Regions from separate parts of the Mus musculus genome. Here all the other regions are linked to region 2. Evidence: chromatin contacts called from public Hi-C and HiChIP or PLAC-seq data. All regions are on one chromosome and are shown on one strand. Each heading gives the region's core, a stretch centred on a gene start, on an enhancer-like site or on the middle of the called end of the contact. The rest is flanking DNA. Distances are from core to core; before and after follow the strand shown. Region 1 has its middle 41 kb from the start of Ptprz1. Region 2 holds the start of Ptprz1 (protein tyrosine phosphatase, receptor type Z, polypeptide 1). Region 3 overlaps Ptprz1 (protein tyrosine phosphatase, receptor type Z, polypeptide 1).

Region 1 (2,700 bases), core at 76-2,575, 41 kb before region 2:
TTGCCTTAGAAACTGTACTCAAGAAGTCTCACCAACATGGTTTCCTAAACATCTGCTAATGAGGAGGACAGAAACAATATTTGTGCTAATGAGGTTGGGGCTTCGAAGGCTCATGAGGCCTTTGTCTTCTTCAAAGAATTACAGGCAACTAAGAAGTTCCAACAGCAGAAGAAATAAAATTCTTCAAAGAACACACCAATTGGATATCCAAATGGTCAGCCCTGAAAACATATACAGATAAGAACCATTACACAGCCAGAGCGGGCTGTATTTATTTATTTTGGATTACACCTGTATACGTAGGTAAGAACAATTAATGAAGAAAAGAGGCCATGCATTCAAAAGAGAGAAAAGAGCAGATATGGGAGAGTTTGGAGGGAGAAAAGTAAAGGTAGAAAATAATCTTAGAAATTAGAGGAAAAAATTTAAAGTATTTGATTATGTAGTAGAAACAAATTTCCAAGGTTCATAGCATAATCTGGCTATCAGTAAAGACAATAATATCTGATTTATTAACCAGGACACTACCTTCTACTTCTGGGAAGCATGATCAATGAGTTCAGCTCAAACCTAAGCAGAGGTATTGCCTTCACATTCCTTGAAAATTAATTCTAGAACAGCCTTTTCTTTTAAAATATATTTTTATTCATTCCTTGGGAATGTCACACAATGTCTTTTGATCATATCCATCCTCAGCTCCTCCCCTTAACTTTTCCCTCCAGCTCCTCACATTAACTCCTCCCATTTTTACCAGTTACAGTGAGCCACTGATAATCACCACTAATGTCCCAAGAGAACGAAGAAAAGCAGAAAAAAGCCAGTGATTCAGTACAAGCCCAATGCCAGCTGGGAGGGGGAAGCCCTTTCTGACGCGGAGCTAGCAGGCACAAAAGCACATTATTCTCACGGGAGTTCCAAGTTGAAACGTTTGAATGGGCTGACCACCAGTCGCAGCCGGCAGCCTACTATGCATGCATGCACAGGCATGGGAACTCTTCAAATATACTTTTTCTTTCCAGAGCTGAAACTGTTGCTTGTCTTTCTGCATTAATCAACAAACAAGGTTACTTTCTCATTTTTACTCTCTCCCACTGAATTAATGCTTCAAACCACAAGAGTATAAAATTATCTCCCATTCTCTCAAACAAGAGCTTCCCCCTCCCCAAATACAATATATCATGTATATTTTTGGCTCCTCTGATTATCAGCACATGAGAAATGAGAATACTGAATTAGAGATAATTAATGGCCCATATACATGGAAGCAAAAAAGCGAACATCACAGCCATTTTTAAAATGTGATGTGTGGATGAAGAAGGTCCATTAGGACAGAAGAGAGTCTTCCAGGGAGAGACCGCCTCACTCGGAGTGACATTACCTCACATGACATCAGGCACAAAGGCTTCTAGGGAAAACTAGTTATTTTATGCCCTTGACCTGAAAAGAAATGCAGTGACCTAATAAAAGGCATTGTTGTGATGTCCTATAATTAAATTTTGTTTACACATTCTAGAGGACTACGAAGGGCATGTGAGGCATATAAGAAATCTCCCACAGCGAACCAGGAGTGGGGCCTTACAAGGAGACAAGAGGTAAATGGAAAAATAGAATACGCTTTCCCATGTATTTTCTCCCTTTACAAGAGGAGAAAGAAGAATGTGTAAGCAAGTGTATTGGAGGCATTGTTGAGAAACAGTTCCTGTTCGCGTGAAGGTTGCCTCTGTGAAACGGCCGAGGTCAGCGCCCAGACAGTTATGGGCCAAGTAAGTGCCAGTTGCAGATCTCTGCGAGGCAGTGGCATGGATGCGGGCTCCACTCTCCCACCCTCCTTCTGAACCAACGTTCTTTGCGCCTTTGTGCCAGAGCTGTCACTCTCCCCATTCTGGGCCCTCCCTTCTCGTTGGTGGGATTCTTCCCTTACATAGGAGCTGAATGTTCTGTTGTTTGCCAGGAAGCCAGACGTGCTGAATGCTGATTTTGTGGAAGTCGCACAAGAGAGGCGAGCAACAATTTCCAACTAATCTAAATGAAAAGTGACTACGCAAACCACCAAGGGATCAACCTGACCCATGATGCCTTTTTGACATCGGCAATGGTGTATAGCTTCTATATGTGATATAAATATGTGTATGAAAATATAAATATGTGTATGTAAACACATGATGTAATGATATGTATATGCATCTATTGATATATGCACATAAATTGATACACATGTGTATATGATACAATATGTTAAGTTTTCACAAGAATTTAAGTATATATGCAGATTTCCCTTAATATATAAACATGTACATATATTTTAGTTTCTGTTTTTGTTGGTACTTCAAAAGTCTTTATCTCATGGCTTATTTTCTCACATTTTGAAAGAATAGCATGAAAAGCAATCACAGATGAGATGCTCAATTTCTTTGATCTTTTCTGTAGTCAACGCACATACCTGATGCCCACTCTAGGTCCTGATAAAGTGGACACTCGTACTCAATTTCTATTTTGGCATATAAGATGATAGGAACTGTTTGAAAGCATGTTAAGTATTCATTTAGACCTTTTCTTTGCACAAAAGATATCCCTGTAGTCAGATATTATAATGCTCCCTGCAACCTTCAGAAGTCAAAATGCAGGCATAAGCTATGTATAAACATGACCTTGTTGGCATAAATCCACATTGTTTTCTTATTGAGCCTTTATAGAAATTTA
Region 2 (2,700 bases), core at 130-2,629:
AGGAGTGAGAAGAATAGGGTAAGGGTCAACTTCTTATACCGATATGTGTTCCTAAACAAACACTCTAGCTTCAAGACCCGTCCTTTCCTGACGACATGCATTCACCATCCACGAATCGATAGCAAGCTGCATCATTAGCTCTGTCCATTGACCCCAGTGTTCAGAGGCGGTGGGAATTCTGTGAGAACGGGTAGTCACAGCTGAAACAGACTTGGAATTCCAATTTGTATGCATTAAGCATCCTTTGTATTTTATAAAGCTACAGCACTGGCTTTGAGACAATAACAGAACACAAGAGTACATGCTGTACAGATCCCTACATCAAACGGTACCAGGGATAGTTCCGGAACTTGGTTTTCTCTGCCTTTGAATGTGACTCCCAAAAGGCTCTGAATAGAGTCTCTTATCAGTGTAAAATGTAAAATAACTAAACCCCATCGTGTATATGAAAATCTCACAAATATTTAGGTCGATGTATTTAGGCTATTGACTGACATCACCACCAGTTAACTTGTTTCATGTGGACCTCAACATAATTCAACAAACATTTCAGGAATACCTATTCAACTCCCTACCCCGCCCCCCAAGTCAGGAGTTCAGGTTATAGCACTCACGCTCCTACACAGCAAACAAACACCTCCATAGAAACAGGCTCCTAAGGAAAGAACGACATGCTCAGCTCCGAGGAAGCACAGGGTGTGTATTATATTTCTTTTGTGTACCCTTCAATCTAGCAATTAAAAAAAAAAATCTTTCTACAGGAGGACCCTGTGCAAAGAGACACTTGGGGAGTTCCATCCAGCAGGACCAGGGCAGTGTTGACAGTTCCCCACAGCCGCGCAGAGCAGGACAGAATGATTGGGGTCTAATGAAGGGTCAGCCAGGACCAAATGGTCACAGTAGTGCTGCAAATGATTGGACTTAACTACCCTAATGGTAATGGGAGCTGGAACTACTTTACTCACTAAGAAAATGGAAAGGGGGGCGGGGAGAGCTCAGTTTACCCAGGCCCCCTTCAACCCTTCCGGATAGGACCATCTTGGTAACTGCAGAGACGACAATAAACAAAGAAAAAAGACTTTCCCAGGGGTGAAGTCAAAAGGTCGGCCCCAAGCTGTGCGGGACAATGGGGACCCAGCCTCCTCTTGTGTCTTCCTAGTGGGTGAAGGAGCCTTAATGAAGAGACCTTTTTCACCGCGAAGATTCTAAGCCCCAGCGGGTTCCACCTCCAGCCCTGGGCGGGGGAGGGGCGCGGGGCTGGGACAGGCTGGGCCCCGCCACGCCCCTCTTTCTGCTGCTGCGCGACCCCGGCCCCCGCCTGCGCTCCTGCTCCCCCGCCCCCGCGCACTGCGCGTGCCCAGCCCGGAGCGCGTCCCCGCAATTCCGCGCCGCTGCGCTGCGAGCGCTCAGATCCTGGCCGCTGCAGCCCGCTCAGGCAGGGGACAGCGTCCCGCCTGAAGCCAGGCGCTTGGTCCAGGCTCGGTCCCCGCACCCACGCGCCGCCTAGCCTTGTATTCTCTTCTTCTCTCTTCTCTTCCTCTCTCTCTCTCTCTCTCTCTCTCTCTCTCTCTCTCTCTCTCTCTCTCTATCACTCGTTCACCTAGACCCTGGCCAGTCACCGGCGTCCCCTGCCTCGGTGTCCCCACCCTCTGTACCCTAAGCTGTACCCCTGCGGCTGGCGAGGGGCCGCGGACCGGGCTGGAGATGCGAATCCTGCAGAGCTTCCTCGCGTGCGTTCAGCTCCTGTGCCTGTGTCGCCTGGGTAAGTGATAGGACCTCGGCGGGGCACCCGCGCGGGGCTCAGTCTCTGGGACGCAGCTTGGGTGGGGGATTTCAGAACATTGGGTAGCACCCCAAGAAGAGTTATCCCGAACCTTTCGATGTCACTTGCACCGGCTGCGCCCTCATCCCCTCAACTACCACCTGCTGGGTCCCTCTACTGAGACTCCTTTGGTCAGGACACCTAGACACAGGAGGTCGCCGCCTGTCAGGGTCCCCTCGCATGCGTGCTCTCCATATTGCAAAAAGTGGAAATAGCCTTGTAGACCTACATAAGAGAATGAGTCGGTGACTAGAAATACACTACAGCAGTGGCGAGGGGCTGCGACCTAAACGTTCCTTTCTATGTTGCCACTGTAGTACTGTGGACTTGAACGGAAGGCACACGTGTCTGTCTTGAATTACGCACACGCACCTGAAAGGCACTGAGCTGAACAAGCATCGACCTGACTTTTCTAGTACTTTCAATTTAGTCACGTTCAAGTCCAGGCAGTCACTTACAAAAAAGTTCCAGTCAAATCTCTATGAGCATTCTGCCCCCAGCTTCCAGAGAGAAGAGCTGCAGGTGATGGGCGAACAGGGACACAGCACCTTCGCAGGCGTCCGAACCTTACAAGTGTTAAGTGGATATTACTCTCTGCAGTCAACGGTGTGAATATTTACTGGGAATGAGGGTGCAGACTTAGGTTTCTAAAAAGAAAACAAAAAGTAAAACCTGTCTTTTGTTTTGTTTGTTGTTTTGTTTCCTTATTTTAACTACTAAAAGCCCCTTTCAAATGCCTGTTGGAAGACATTGACCTAAAAATTAGAATGTGTACCTCGATTTGTGAGTATAACTGTTTAGCTCCCATCAGTCCTATAGCCCCACTTTTAAATTTCGTTTATAATAAAGGATATATTAAACATGCACTTCCAATCCGA
Region 3 (2,700 bases), core at 190-2,689, 48 kb after region 2:
CCAAATGCTGACACCATTGCATACACTAGCAAGATTTTGCTGAAAGGACCCTGATATAGCTGTCTCATGTGAGACTATGCCGGGGCCTAGCAAACACAGAAGTGGAGGCTCACAGTCAGCTATTGGATGGATCACAGGGCCCACAATGGAGGAGCTGGAGAAAGTAACCAAGGAGCTAAAGGGATCTGCAACCCTATAGGTTGAACAACAATATGAACTAACCAGTACCCCCTGGAGCTCGTGTCTCTAGCTGCATATGTATCAGAAGATGGCCTAGTTGGCCATCAGTGGAAAGAGAGGCCCATTGGTCATGCCAACTTTATCTGCCTCAGTACAGGGGAATGCCAGGGCCAAGAATTGGGAGTGGGAGGGTGGGGGAGTAGGTAGGGGAGTGTGTGGGGGACTTTTGGGATAGCATTGGAAATGTAAATGAAATAAATACCTAATAAAAATATATAGATAATTTAAAAAAACTTGAGGTAAATAGTAATGGTAATTATTAAGGAAAGTAAAATGTTGCTTTATATGAGTATAAAGAGTAGTAAACATATAGTTGTGTGTATGCTTATATGTATATTCCTATTTTAATCTCTTAGGTTGTTTGAAAGGTTTGTTTTTTATTTTTAAACTTTTGTCTGTGCCATGGTCCTTGTGCAGAAGTCAGAGGACAGCTCTCAGGAGTTTCTGTCCTTCCACTATGTGAATCCCAGGATTGACTTCAGATCATCATTCTTGCTAGCAAGTGCTTTTATCCACTGAGCCCCTTATATTGATTCTTCAGGGAAGACTAAGATGAAATGGGCTGAAAAATAAATGTTTAAAGTTATTTGAGTGTATACAAGCTGAATCTCTTTCAAATTTTTAAGTCAAAACTCACTCCATTTAAAAAAAAACATTTTTTTCATAACAAATTTCAGAGTAGCCTTTAAAATAAGTTGTCCGGAAACATATTTATTTACCTACATTCATATATATGGTTCCTTAGAATTTCTCTCCTACTTTCATAACTACAATACAGATTTTAAACAGACTGTATTAGTTAGGGTTGAGACATTTTTCTCCATTGAAGTTTCCTTCCTCTGAGGAGTCTAGCTTGTGTAAGGTTAACATAAAACAAGCCAGTACACACGTACTATGTATTTTCAATCTAAAAGAAAAAAATAAAAAATAAAAATGTCAAAGCTACAAAAACTAAAATCTGCACAAAAAAAAGAAAACAAGTCTATAATTTATAATGTTCATGAATGGTAAATGTTTAAGCACTTTGATAAATTGTACCTTATGTAGGATTTACTGTGTTCCAGTGTATATAATGCCAGAAAAAAAGTGAGCCATTCCTCTTTTCCTGTTCACTGGAGCTATCACATCTCATCTATCAGGCCTCAGAGCTCAGTTCTTAAAGTGGGGTACTCTCTCACGCCCAAGGTCTGGGTAATTAGCATATGAATGTGTGACAGCATTGTATGAAGTAACAATTAAGGGAACAATACATAAAGGGGCTGATGAGAGCTACCAACACCTGGGAATCTTGTATTGAAAATGCTTCCCTAATGTGTGTAATTAGAAACCCAGGACAAATACTCACTGTGTGGTGATGAAGCCCTGAAATGAAAGCCAAAAGTTGGCTCACATTTTGCTGTAATTGTTTGTAACAAAATGTTGAAGCAAGGGTTTACTGTTACACTGACTTCAAAGGATCACTGGTTAAGTACAGTTAGTTTTTGCACGGTATCTGATGCTGGCAAATCATCAAAATGGTTCTATATGATAAAAAGTACTACCATTTAAAGTGATACAGTTAAGATGCTTTAATAAAAGATTAGAAATCACTTCTTGTAGTGTGGATGCAAAATTTTAGGGGGAAACATCAGGTTGCTTGCCAGGAGAAATCTCCTGTCCAGTCAATCTTCTATAACCGACTCATTTCAGTTGTGCTAGCAGACCTCTGGGTTGCTGCAGACCTCCGGGTTGCTGCAGACCTCTGGGTTCCTGCATGACTTTGCTTTCCTTTATTTCCCTTAAAGTTATGCAAGGATCCTGGTCAGAAGACAGAACCTTAGAAAAGTCATGAATAGCCCCTTAATCCTGGATGAATGGGGGAACAGAAGCTCTGCTTTAGAGCTTTGCCTTTGTCAATGACTACCTGTACAAACCATTTCTCTCATACCCCAAATGGAAACTACCTGAGTATCCACTGGAGGGTAAATAAAATAGGGTGTCTCTGCTTTTCAAAACAGGCTTTTCAGCAGGCAGATGTAAACATTATAGAAACAATGTTTTCAGTGCTATTGTAGTCAAAAAGACCATCCAGAGCCAATCTGACTTCACCTCTGGGGATAACGTTTCCTAAGGGCTATGATGAGCTGCTGCTAAGACCTGAATGACATCTGAAGAAAGCAGTAGGGTCCCTGTGCTTGTTAACAGGTTTTTGTTTGGTTTGGTTTGGTTGTTTTTTGAGACAGAGTTTTTCTGTGTAGCCTTGGCTGTTCTGGAACTTGTTCTGTAGACCAAGCTGGCCTTGAACTTCCAGAGATCCACTTAACCTCTCGCCTGAGTGTTGGGATTAAAGATATGCGCCACCATCACCTGGCTTTGTTAACAGATTTTATCCAAAGAAAGAATAAACTCAGGTAATAAAGTCAGGTACTTAGCATGTGCTGCAAGTGCCCCATGACGCAGCGGGCGGGACAAGGATACATC

What was found. Hi-C and Micro-C count contacts between places; a contact is called where the count stands out from the background. HiChIP or PLAC-seq counts read pairs in DNA pulled down with a chosen protein or histone mark.
Region 1: an H3K4me3 HiChIP or PLAC-seq map of neural progenitor cells shows a contact between it and region 2, with 4 times the contacts expected there. The contact joins the enhancer-like site here to the promoter of Ptprz1 in region 2. A contact is called at or near these places in 2 of 39 promoter capture datasets (embryonic stem cells and maxillary cranial neural crest), 5 of 484 Hi-C or Micro-C datasets (muscle stem cells, nephron progenitors, neural progenitor cells and 2 more) and 3 of 115 datasets of contacts at active chromatin or transcription factors (neural progenitor cells, neural stem cells and neurosphere).
Region 3: a Hi-C map of neural progenitor cells shows a contact between it and region 2, with 3 times the contacts expected there. The contact joins the enhancer-like site here to the promoter of Ptprz1 in region 2. A contact is called at or near these places in 2 of 484 Hi-C or Micro-C datasets (nephron progenitors and neural progenitor cells), 3 of 115 datasets of contacts at active chromatin or transcription factors (astrocytes, embryonic stem cells and stem cell-derived neural progenitor cells) and 1 of 9 other capture datasets (pancreatic islet).

What each region holds. Positions count from the first base shown.
Region 1 is chr6:22,832,941-22,835,640 of GRCm38.p6, forward strand. No RefSeq gene overlaps it. Among named protein-coding and RNA genes, the nearest start is that of Ptprz1, 41 kb to the right of the region's middle. Within about 2 kb of position 1,326, at least 43 of the 459 cell types and tissues checked have an H3K27ac peak or open chromatin away from gene starts, as enhancers often do. A contact at or near this core is called in neural progenitor cells, neural stem cells, neurosphere and 1 more, where this site is marked.
Region 2 is chr6:22,874,123-22,876,822 of GRCm38.p6, forward strand. Ptprz1 (protein tyrosine phosphatase, receptor type Z, polypeptide 1) reads left to right here and starts at 1,380. Exons shown (of 30, transcript NM_001081306.1): 1 at 1,380-1,762. The coding sequence starts at 1,705.
Region 3 is chr6:22,921,617-22,924,316 of GRCm38.p6, forward strand. The region is part of intron 1 of Ptprz1 (protein tyrosine phosphatase, receptor type Z, polypeptide 1); the gene reads left to right. Among named protein-coding and RNA genes, the nearest start is that of Ptprz1, 47 kb to the left of the region's middle. Within about 2 kb of position 1,440, at least 24 of the 459 cell types and tissues checked have an H3K27ac peak or open chromatin away from gene starts, as enhancers often do. A contact at or near this core is called in astrocytes, neural progenitor cells and stem cell-derived neural progenitor cells, where this site is marked.